Regions from separate parts of the Ovis aries genome. Here region 1 is linked to region 2. Evidence: chromatin contacts called from public Hi-C data. All regions are on one chromosome and are shown on one strand. The core of a region is the stretch at or near the end of the contact, and the rest is flanking DNA. Distances in the headings are between cores, read along the strand shown.

Evidence for each region. A called contact is a pair of places that touch in the nucleus more often than the background predicts.
Region 1: a Hi-C map of liver shows a contact between it and region 2, with 5 times the contacts expected there. The contact joins the promoter of PTPDC1 here to the enhancer-like site in region 2. A contact is called at or near these places in 14 of 16 Hi-C or Micro-C datasets (blood, hypothalamus, liver and 6 more).

The regions. Positions count from the first base shown.
Region 1 is chr2:27,581,864-27,587,267 of ARS-UI_Ramb_v3.0, forward strand. It overlaps PTPDC1 (protein tyrosine phosphatase domain containing 1), which reads right to left and starts at 3,904. Exons shown (of 9, transcript XM_060410827.1): 1 at 3,522-3,904.
Region 2 is chr2:27,409,898-27,414,904 of ARS-UI_Ramb_v3.0, forward strand. All of the region lies in intron 1 of ZNF169 (zinc finger protein 169), which reads right to left. Among named protein-coding and RNA genes, the nearest start is that of MIRLET7D, 33 kb to the right of the region's middle. Within about 2 kb of position 3,259, at least 39 of the 54 cell types and tissues checked have an H3K27ac peak or open chromatin away from gene starts, as enhancers often do. A contact at or near this core is called in hypothalamus, liver, muscle and 1 more, where this site is marked.

The DNA of each region.
Region 1 (5,404 bases), core at 2,654-5,153, 170 kb after region 2:
CAAATCCACTCATGATGTTTGTCTCCAGCAAATAAAATAAAATATAAAAATTCTGAAGGATTTACTGAAAAGACTGGAAAAGAAGAGAACTTAAGTGTTAACAATGTATAACTGACTAGATAAAACTTCCTTCAGAGACTTCCCCAACAGAACCCTCCTGGGTGTGGGGAAATGGGCAGTGGGGAGTAAGAGATACAGAACTGAGGTAAAAAAGGAGCACAGAAACATCTGGGTTGGTAGACTGGGTTTCTGTAGACTAATTTAATAAATAGATTCTTAGGTCCCTATTTTAGCAACAAAACATCTGCTCACAAAGAACTGAAATTATGCATGTAAAAAGCATATTTATTTGTCATATGCTACTCAATTGAAAAAATATAAGGTATAAAACAGAATGCAGAGTATGATCTCATTTTTATTAAGAAATACATAAATAGAACAGGTACATAAACAAAGACCAGAAGAACATATGCCAAAATATTAACAGAGTGTATTTTATTTTCTGATTATCAGTACAAGTTTGATATTGACTTTATATTTGCCTATCTTTATTTATTTCTAGAAAACATTATTTTTAAAAGTCAATACATATTATATGCAAACTTCCTGGGAAACAGTATTGTGTCTATAATAAAATAAAAACACAGAAACAACACTAATTAAACTACTGGGCAATTTAAACCCTAACTCAGAAGATTTTTTTAAATGGAGAAAATATAAATCCTCTAGAACATTTTTCACCTAGAGCTAAATTAAATTAGCCTTTATAAAGCTATAAAAGTAACATATTAGGATTGACTTTGAAAACAGTATCATTCTAAATGAGAAAATGTTTCCATGAGTAGCTAAGATCATATGGCCCTTCTTAAACATATAGGAATCTAAGAATCTATAATAATTGATCCATTTAAAATATTATAATGTCTAGCACAAGCATTCAAACATTTTTGATGAAATAAAGTCCTGAGTTCACTTATAGGGACAGACAACCTTCCTTTTGAAGGGAAGAGTGCCACAAACTATTAGATCAAGTGTGCAGAAGAAATGGTGCTGCCTGAACTATAGTGAATAAAAACAACTCCAAGATCAAAAAAGACATGCCTTTGTTTCCCTCAAGTACTATCTGTAGGCCTTCTCTAAACCATTCTCCACCTGCAATGGCCAGCTCCTCGCACTATGAACACAGCAGCATCCAGACAGGAAAGTATGAGCCAAAGACTAATACCTATTCACATCCAAGAGAAAGAACAAAGAGAGGAAGTATTCTTTCATAGCAGCTAGAATAGGCTAGTTAATGGTTTTGCAGTAGAATCTGCCACTCAAAAAGTTATGGATTAAAATCATAAAGGTTTACTACCCAAGAAAACAAATGTTAGGTTTTAAACAAGACAAAAAAAAAAAAAAAAAAAAAAAGAAGAAGAAAACATGATCATTAACAAACTGAGAAAATGTTAAAGCAGAATCCCTATTAATAAAGGTTTTTTTCATGCAAGTGTAAGTAGATAGTTTCAATTTTTCATCACTGTAACTAGTTACAATGCAAAATTCATAGCTTCTTTAAAAATCCAATTTGCTCCATTTACTGTGATCAGATTGATCACTGTTTGAAAGTGTTGGAATTGGGGTTGGAGCACCAGGTCTTCCTTAAACCAAAACTCACTTTATTTCCTCTATCCCATATTGCCTCCATAAGAACTAGAAAAATAAAACCTTTTTAGCAGCAAAGTGCATTAAATGAGAGTTAATAATTGCAAAGAAATGTTTTGATTATTTAACTTACATTTTTTAGAACATGAAATATATAAGCAAATTAAGTATTAATAATTAAATATATCTTTTGGTGAGAATGAAGTGATATGGGAAAGGACAGATAAAGTCACTGGAAAAGAAACATTTCAGTGTATGCATATTCATACCAACAATACCATTTATTTTTAGAACTAAAGAAAAATCTTCAGATTTTGAGGCATTTGGAAGGAGAATGAGATATGCTCTTAAGAGAACTGTGATTTAAGGTTTATCTTCAGCATAATTTTATGATTTCCAATTGGAATTGTGAGGTTCAAGCTCATCTCCTAGACGAATTTTCTAAATTGTGTGAACTTGAACAATCTATATGATTAACAAGAGGGAGACTGTTATAATTAATAGTAGAACAATACAACAGAACATGCAAACTTACAGACTGGAAGCATTATGAATGAATTGTGGTTTTTAAACCTTTTTTATGGTGTTTTAAATTTTAATATGGACTTTAAAATAAATGCCTTGAGCCATTTTCTTAGGAGTATCAGAGTAGCAACAAAGGAAGGTGTACAAAAAAGAGGGGAGAGAAAAGGGGGAGGAGAAAGGAAGGAAGGAAGAGGGAGGGAGGAAGGAAGAAAGAAAACCAAAATTGCCAGCACTTTCTCAAACTGAGAGCTGTGCAAGGTGCTAGCTCATAAACCTTGGCTTCTCCCAAAGCTTGGTTGGCCACCTCTTTGGAAGAGAAGATGTAATCTCTGCTCTTTTGAATCCCTAGGGTACACCCAAAGAGGATGTGGGGGCTGGGTGGGAAATTTATAGAGTAGTTTTTCTCCAAATGGTCCCTTGGATCACCAAAATGGAACCACCTAGTAATAGTTAATATGCAGATTACCAGGCTAGGTCCCAGATACTGAACTGATGTTTCTTGGGTGTGGCAGGCTGGGAATATTCATATTTTAAGTCACAAAGTAGAATTCTTGGTTGGGACATAACTGGAACAGAGGCTGAGAGGCAACATGATGAATGGGTTTGGGGCCACAGAGGCTTGGGTTTAAATTCCAGTTCTTCATTTAATAGCTCTGACTGTAGCATGTCACCCAAACCCTTGGATCCTCAATTTTCTCATTATAGAAGGTGGAATGACAGTCTGTTTTGGAGGCCAAGTAAAACTGTGTGTATGTACATGTGAGGCGTCACAAAACTTTTCTAATAGACGACCTTTCAAGTTCTTCCAACTCGTTTGCTTTAATCCTCTAATGTATATAACTATCACAAGAACGTCTCTTTATCTCTTCCCTTAAAGCAGGATTTCTCACCTTTTTCTCATCTACCCCCTCTCCTCCCAGGAGCCTTTCTAAGCATTTTCTCTTCTAATTCCCCAGTCCGAGACAGACAGTACTTAAGTTTTGTGGCCCTCTGGAAAGCCACAAGCCATTGTATTGTCTGAGATCTTTTTCCCCTCAAAAATATGAGCACCATCATCCACGTTGAGAAAGTCCATCCTCGAGAGAGGTGACTTGGTCAAGGTCACACCACAAATTAGGAGCAGGATCTAGTCTACATTGGCCACAAACCGATGGTCTGGAACCGGCCCATCCGCCCTCCCCCTCAGTTTACTCATTTACTTTTAATTAGTTACTGATATTTAAAAATCCAGAGCTCCTACAGAAGGATGTCGGGTCCTGGGCGGGGCTGAGAGAGGCCCCTCGCAACCGGGCCCTGCAGCCCCGATACCCAGGCCAGTCCCCCTCACTGAGGTGCCCGCCAGCACTCACCACGTGAGGATTCAGACGTTTAACATGCAGCTGGAATCGCCGGCGCAGCTAACAGCAGATCGCGCGCCTCTCCCGCGGCTTCTCATCCGTAGCCCTCGTAGCGGCGGGCGGGTCGGCTTTACTGCCTTCCCCGCCCGACTTGCCCCCCGTCCGCCGGCTGACCTCCGCCCCAGCCCTAACTGAACCCCACAGGCCGTGCTTCGCCGAGGTGTCCAGAGGCCCCGCCGCTGCCCAGCAGGGCAAGCAATACTACCGCCCCTCACAGTCCCGTCTGACTGACCAGGCCGCGCCCGCCTAGCGGTCCATTCACCGCCGCTGGGCTCTAGGGGCTGAGGCAAAGCTCCCTCCGCGATCCCCGGCGCGTCCCCGCTGCCTCACACTGCACCAATCGCCGCCGCGCGCTGCTGCACGTGACGCGCGCGGGCCAATGGCAGCTTGAGATGGCCCGTGACGCGACTGGTGGCTCTGGGAGCTTTCAAAGTGGGCTGAGGGGGCTGCGGCGTGCTAAGTGCCTGCTCAGCTGACGCTGTTGGGTGGTTTCGGGGTCAGTTCTGCAGGACTGAGGGTAGCCGAAGTCCAGTTTTGACTCCCCCTGCTTTCCCCGGACTACACCAGTAGAAGAAAAAAGGGAAAGGAGTACTTGGGACGAGGGCTGACACAGAATGGGGTTTGGCCAGCCTCTCAGCCCTGGACCGAGAGCCTGTTTTTCCTTTTTTTTTCCTCCGTTGTCATCCTAGTCCAGCCCCAGTCTTACTGGCTACCGCAGTTCAGTTCAGTTCAGTTCAGTTCAGTTCAGTCGCTCAGTCGTGTCCAACTCTTTGCGACCCCATGAATCGCAGCACGCCAGGCCTCCCTGTCCATCACCAACTCCCGGAGGTCACTCAGACTCATGTCCATCGAGTTGGTGATGCCATCCAGCCATCTCATCCTCTGTCGTCCCCTTCTCCTCCTGTCCCCAATCTCTCTCCGCATCAGAATCTTTTCCAATGAGTCAACTCTTCGCATGAGGTGCCCAAAGTACTGGAGTTTCAGCTTCAACATCATTCCCTCCAAAGAAATCCCAGGGCTGATCTCCTTCAGAATGGACTGGTTGGGTCTCCTTGCAGTGCAAGGAACTCTCAAGAGTCTTCTCCAACACCACAGTTCAAAAGCATCAATTCTTTGGCGCTCAGCTTTCTTCACAGTCCAACTCTCACATCCATACATGACCACAGGAAAAACCATAGCCTTGACTAGACGGACCTTAGTTGGCAAAGTAATGTCTCTGCTTTTGAATATGCTATCTAGGTTGGTCATAACTTTTCTTCCAAGGAGTAAGCATCTTTTAATTTCATGGCTGCAGTCTGGCTACCTAGCCTCCAGCTAGTCCCAGATGTTCCCAAGGGCGGGAATACTGGGATTAGATCAAGGCCGAGCAGTCAGCCTCACACTAGTTCCGTTAACAGATGGAAGGATGGGTTTGCCTGCATGCCTAACTTTCAACATCCTAAACCCTTAGGCTTTTTCCCCCTCTCTCAGAAGGTGTTAGGTTGGTACCCCAGGAATGCAAACTCCACTCTATCCTTACTGTTGGCTTCTATCCCCAAGTTTGGGCCAAAATGGTTGTAGCTTCAGACATCACCTTAGTTTATTTTAGTTTGAACTAGCAGTCATTGTATTCTTCACCACTACTCTTTGCAGAAAAAGAAAAAAAAAAGTTTCACAGTAACAATTATTAACTCTATCAAAAGTTGACCCTTGAGATATATGTATCTTTAAAATTCTATGATGATTGTCTGAAAAGGCATTTGGACTATTAAGTTGAATGATATGATACGGCATTGCCATTTGTTCTAAACAAATACAGTTTGAGTTGTGAGCTTAACTAGTCACTGTTTTGCAAA
Region 2 (5,007 bases), core at 2,009-4,508:
AATCAGCCATAGGTATATATATGTCCCCTCTCTCTTGAACCTCCTCCCACATCCCACCCCATCCCATCCTTTTAGGTTGTCACAGATTATGTTTGAGCTTGATGAGTCACACAGCAAACTCTCACTGGGTATCTATTTTATATATGGTAATGTGCATGTCTCAGTGCTACTCTCTCAATTTGCCCCACCCTCTCCTTCCCCAACTCTGTCCACAAGTCTGTTCTTCATGTCTGTGTCTCCACTGCTGCCCTGCAAACAGGTACATCAGTGCCATCTTTCTAGATTTCATATATACACATTAATATATGAATTTGTTTTTCTCTTTCTGACTTACTTCACTCTGTATAATAGGCTCAAGGTTCAACCACCTCATTAGAACTGACTCAAATGTGTTTCTTTATATGGTTGAGTAATATTCCATTGTATATATGTACCACAACTTCATTATCCATTCATCTGTCAACGGACATATACTTTGCTTCCATGTCCAAGCTACTGTAAATAGTGCTGTAATAACATTGGGGTACATGTGTCTTCTTCAACTATGGTTTTCTCACACTGTGTGTCCCAAAGTGGGATTGTTGGGTCATATGGTAATTTCATTCCTAGTTTTTAAGGAATTCCATATTGTTCTCCATAGTGGCTATATCAATTTATATTCCTACCAACAGTACAAGAGAGCTCCTTTTTCTCCACATCCTCTCCAGCATTTATTGACTGCAGATTTTTTTGATGACCAGTGTGAGATGATACCTCATCGTAGTTTTGATTTACATTTCTCTAATAATGAGGGATGTTGAGCATCTTTCCATGTGTTTATTAGCCACCTGTTTGTCCTCTTTGGAGAAATGTCTGTTTAGGTCTTCTGCCCACTATCTGATTGGGCTGTTTGCTTTTCTGATATTGAGTTGTTTGAGCTGCTTATAGATTTTGGAGATTAATCCTCTGTCAATTACTTCATTTGCAGTTATTTTCTCCCATTCTGACGGTTGTCTTCTCATCTTATTTATTGTTTCCTTTGCTGTAAAAAGCTTTTAAGTTTAATTAGGCCCCACTTGTTTATTTTTTCTTTTAACTTCCATTACTCTAGAAGGTGGGTCATGGAGGATCTTGCTGTGATTTATGTCAGAGAGTGTTCTGCCTATGTTTTCCCTTTAGAGCTTTATAGTTTTTGGTCTTACCTTTAGATCTTTGATCCATTTCAAGTTTATCTTTGTGTATGGTCTTGATGAAAGTGAAAGAGAAGAGTGAAAAAGTTGGCCTAAAGCTCAACTTTCAGAAAACGAAGATCATGGCATCTGGTCCCATCACTTCATGGGAAATAGATGGGGAAACAGTGGAAACAGTGTCAGACTTTATTTTTGGGGGCTCCCAAATCACTGCAGATGGTGACTGCAGCCAGGAAATTAAAAGACGCTTACTCCCTGGAAGGAAAGTTATGACCAACCTAGGTAGCATATTAAAAAATAGAGATATTACTTTGCCAACAAAGGTCCATCTAGTCAAGGCTACGGTTTTTCCAGTGGTCATGTATGGAGTTGAGAGTTCTACTGTGAAGAAAGTTGAGCACCGAAGAATTGATGCTTTTGAACTGTGGTGTTGGAGAAGACTCTTCAGAGTCCCTTGAACTGCAAGGAGATTGAACCAGTCCATCCTAAAGGAGATCAGTCCTGGGTGTTCATTGGAAGGACTGATGCTGAAGTTTAAACTCCAACACTTTGGCCACCTCATGCAAAGAGTTGACTCATTGGAAAAGACCCTGATGCTGGGAGGGATTGGGGGCAGGAGGAAAAGGGGACGATAGAAGATGAATTGGCTGGATGGCATCACCGACTCGATGGACGTGAATTTGAGTGAACTCTGGAAGTTGGTGATGGACAGGGAGGCCTGGCGTGCTGTGATTCATGGGGTCACAAAGAGTCAGACCGGACTGAGTGTTGCAAAGAGTCAGATACGACTGAGTGCCTGAACTGAACTGAATGTTATGCTGATAATCCAGCATGATGTTAATCTTCTATGTGCCTATAAAGGTTATTAAAAACATAAATGAACAGTACATTAACACGTATGAGACCCCTGTTATACCTCTTTCCACACTCCCAACAGCTCCAGGAGATTCAGTACTTTGCCCAAGGACACTCACATACAGGCAGACCTGTATGTGAACTCTCCCTATGGAGGCCAGGGCTCCCACAAAAGGCCTGACATATGTCCCCAGGGAGAAGAAATGCCCAAAGAGATATACACCTGAGGTTGCAGATTTGTGGGAGAAAGAACAGGGCTCGCGTTGAGAAGTGATGAATCTGTGTGAGGAATGCAGGAGACCTCACAGCTACTTCCTTGCGTGTTTACAATGTTTTCATACAGCAAAATTTAAAATAAAACTTAAGTCTGGACGTCTTACCACCCTCTTCTCACTCTCTCATTCCCAGTAATTCAGGGAGTCAGCCCACCAGTCCCCTACGGCTTGAACAAAGTTTCCCGCCCTGTGGGCTCCACTCCACGCTGCTGGAAGAGCACCAGAGGAGGAGTCAGACAACTTCGGGAGGAGTCGCAGATGTGAGCACAAGGGTACCCGACGCAAACGCGGGGCGTCTGACTCCCACCAGGCCCTTCCAACTCCCTCAAGAGCTCGTGGGGCCCGAGGCCGCTGAACCAAGTTGCCCCCATCACCATCGTCAGTCAAGGTAAGTCTGAGTGTCTGCCCCACGCGAGTCCTCCCAGCAAAACCTAGGTCCTTGGGGCCAAGCAGCGCCTCCATTGCCAGGTAGGAATCATCCAGCCGCGCTCCCCCAGTTAACACCAAGGAAGAATGTCCAAGGCACGCGCTCAGCAATGGGGACGTCTGCTCCGGCCAAAGGTTACTTGTGTCCACCAAGCCACCCGCACCAGTTTCGACCCCTCAGGAAGGGCACTGAGTACCCAGCACCGCTGCACACTGAGCGACCCGAGACCTCTGCCAACAGCTCCTCCGAAGTGGACCGCGCCTGACCCCGTGGTGGGGGGGGAGGGGGCGGATCAAACCTCGAAGAACCCGCGGACAGGGCGTACCAAACCAGGGCGCCCACCCTCTCCCGGCTTTCCGGAGCCTCTATCCCTCGGACTCAGCAGCCAGAGGCGGGATAGCTCACCAAAAGCGCTGAAAGACTGTCACCACATCCAAAAATACGACAGGGCGGCTCGGAACTACGCTACCCACAACACCTCGGGGCGGGGACTACAATTCCCAAAGTGCCCCGGGCCGCAAGATGGCACCACCTTAAACTCTTCAGAGCTCAAGACTGCGCTCAGTGAGCTAGGGGCTCGGGACTACACTACCCACAATGCCCAAGGGCAAGGGCATGCCTCCCAACTGGACCTGGCTCTTTAACTGTAGTACTCTCTCGCTCAAGTTTCAAAATTACAGTCACTTGGGCCCTAGGAGAAATTGTGAAAAACTAGACAAGAGCTTCCCTGGTGGCTCAGGCGGTAAAGAATCCGCCTGCAATGCGGGAGACCTGGGTTCGGAAGTTCGATTCCTGGGTTGGAAAGTTCCCCTGGAAAAGGGCATGGCATCCCACTCCAGTATTCTGGTCTGGAGAATCGACGTAGACTGAGGAGCCTGGCGCGCCACAGTCCATGGGGTCGCAAAGAGTCGGACACGACTGAGCGACTTAGCACAGCACACAAGTCTACAGAGTAGACAAGATGTGAGGTGGTGGTTGGTGGATTTGTGGTGGAGTGTGTGTTTCGCATTTATGAGATCCCTGTTTCAATCCCTGGCACCTCCATCTTCATGGGGTTTCCCAGGTGGCGCTAGTGGTAAAGAACCCTCTGTCAGTGCAGGTTAGATGTAAAAGGCGTGCGTTTCATCCCTAGGTTGGGAAGATTCCCTGGAGAAGGGCACGGGGCAACCCACTCCAGTATTCTTGCCTGGAGAATTCCATGGACAGGAGCCTGGCGGGCTGCAGTCCACAGGGTGGCACAGAGTTCGCCTGACTGAAGCGATTTAGCACAATTAAAGTCAAAGTGACTTTCAGGTATATCAGAAGGGTTGTTCAAGTGAGCACTAAAATCTTCCTTTGTTTTTTTAAACGAAGGGTCCCGTTAGTTTTTAGTCACCTGGATGTGTACCTGTCCTTCATACTACAGATTCGACCGAATGTCTTTATAGTTTAATAACAGCGTGTAATGAATGTACTTCTAAAATATGCCAAAAGTCTTGGCATTTTTCCTTTTTTAAACAGGAAAATTCTGGTTTATTAATAATAATAATGATTAGAAGAAAACGAAGAAAAACTAAGCTTGAAGACATTTAAAGCTTTAACTAAAATTAAAATTATTTTACTAATACAAAAAATCTCCTGATTAGATGTAACAGAGTAGGAAGCTTAAAAACATTTTGAAGTATTTATAAACAGACATACTCTTTTTCTAGAAATTTGACAAAAATGTTTTCAAATAACTTGTTATTTACTCAATACTCAAAATGAAGTAATGGGAACCAGATTTAACTTCTTGCCTAAAACAACCTTAAAAAGAATGAAAAATGTGAAATGACTTTGAAGACATTGGACATAAGACAATGAAGAGCAATGGACCCTGAGAAACGGGTAAGGAGCCAGGTGAGCCTTAAGAAATTTCAGGTCACAGGACAGAAAAGGGAAATCAGAGTGGAGGAACTTCTTCCTCAAGTATCAGTTGAGTGCCTACCAACATGCAGTGGTGCAACTCCCAGGAAAGAAACTGAAAAAGATTAGTGGAAAGTGTCTGAGCATACATAAGGCCAGGAATAGTGCCTGTACCTGCCAAACAGAGTGGAAATCATATTCACATGGTGAGGAATCAAAGTACTCACAAGGATTTTTGCCTCAATGACAGGGGCAAAATTAAGCCAAAATGCTTGATTGAGAAAATCTTTATGTTAAATTTAGGAGAGAAGTATGTAAAATATGTTTCAGAAATCTTAAAGTCACTTTCATTTTTACATGAATCCTATAAGCAGAAATATACATATTCTTATATAAA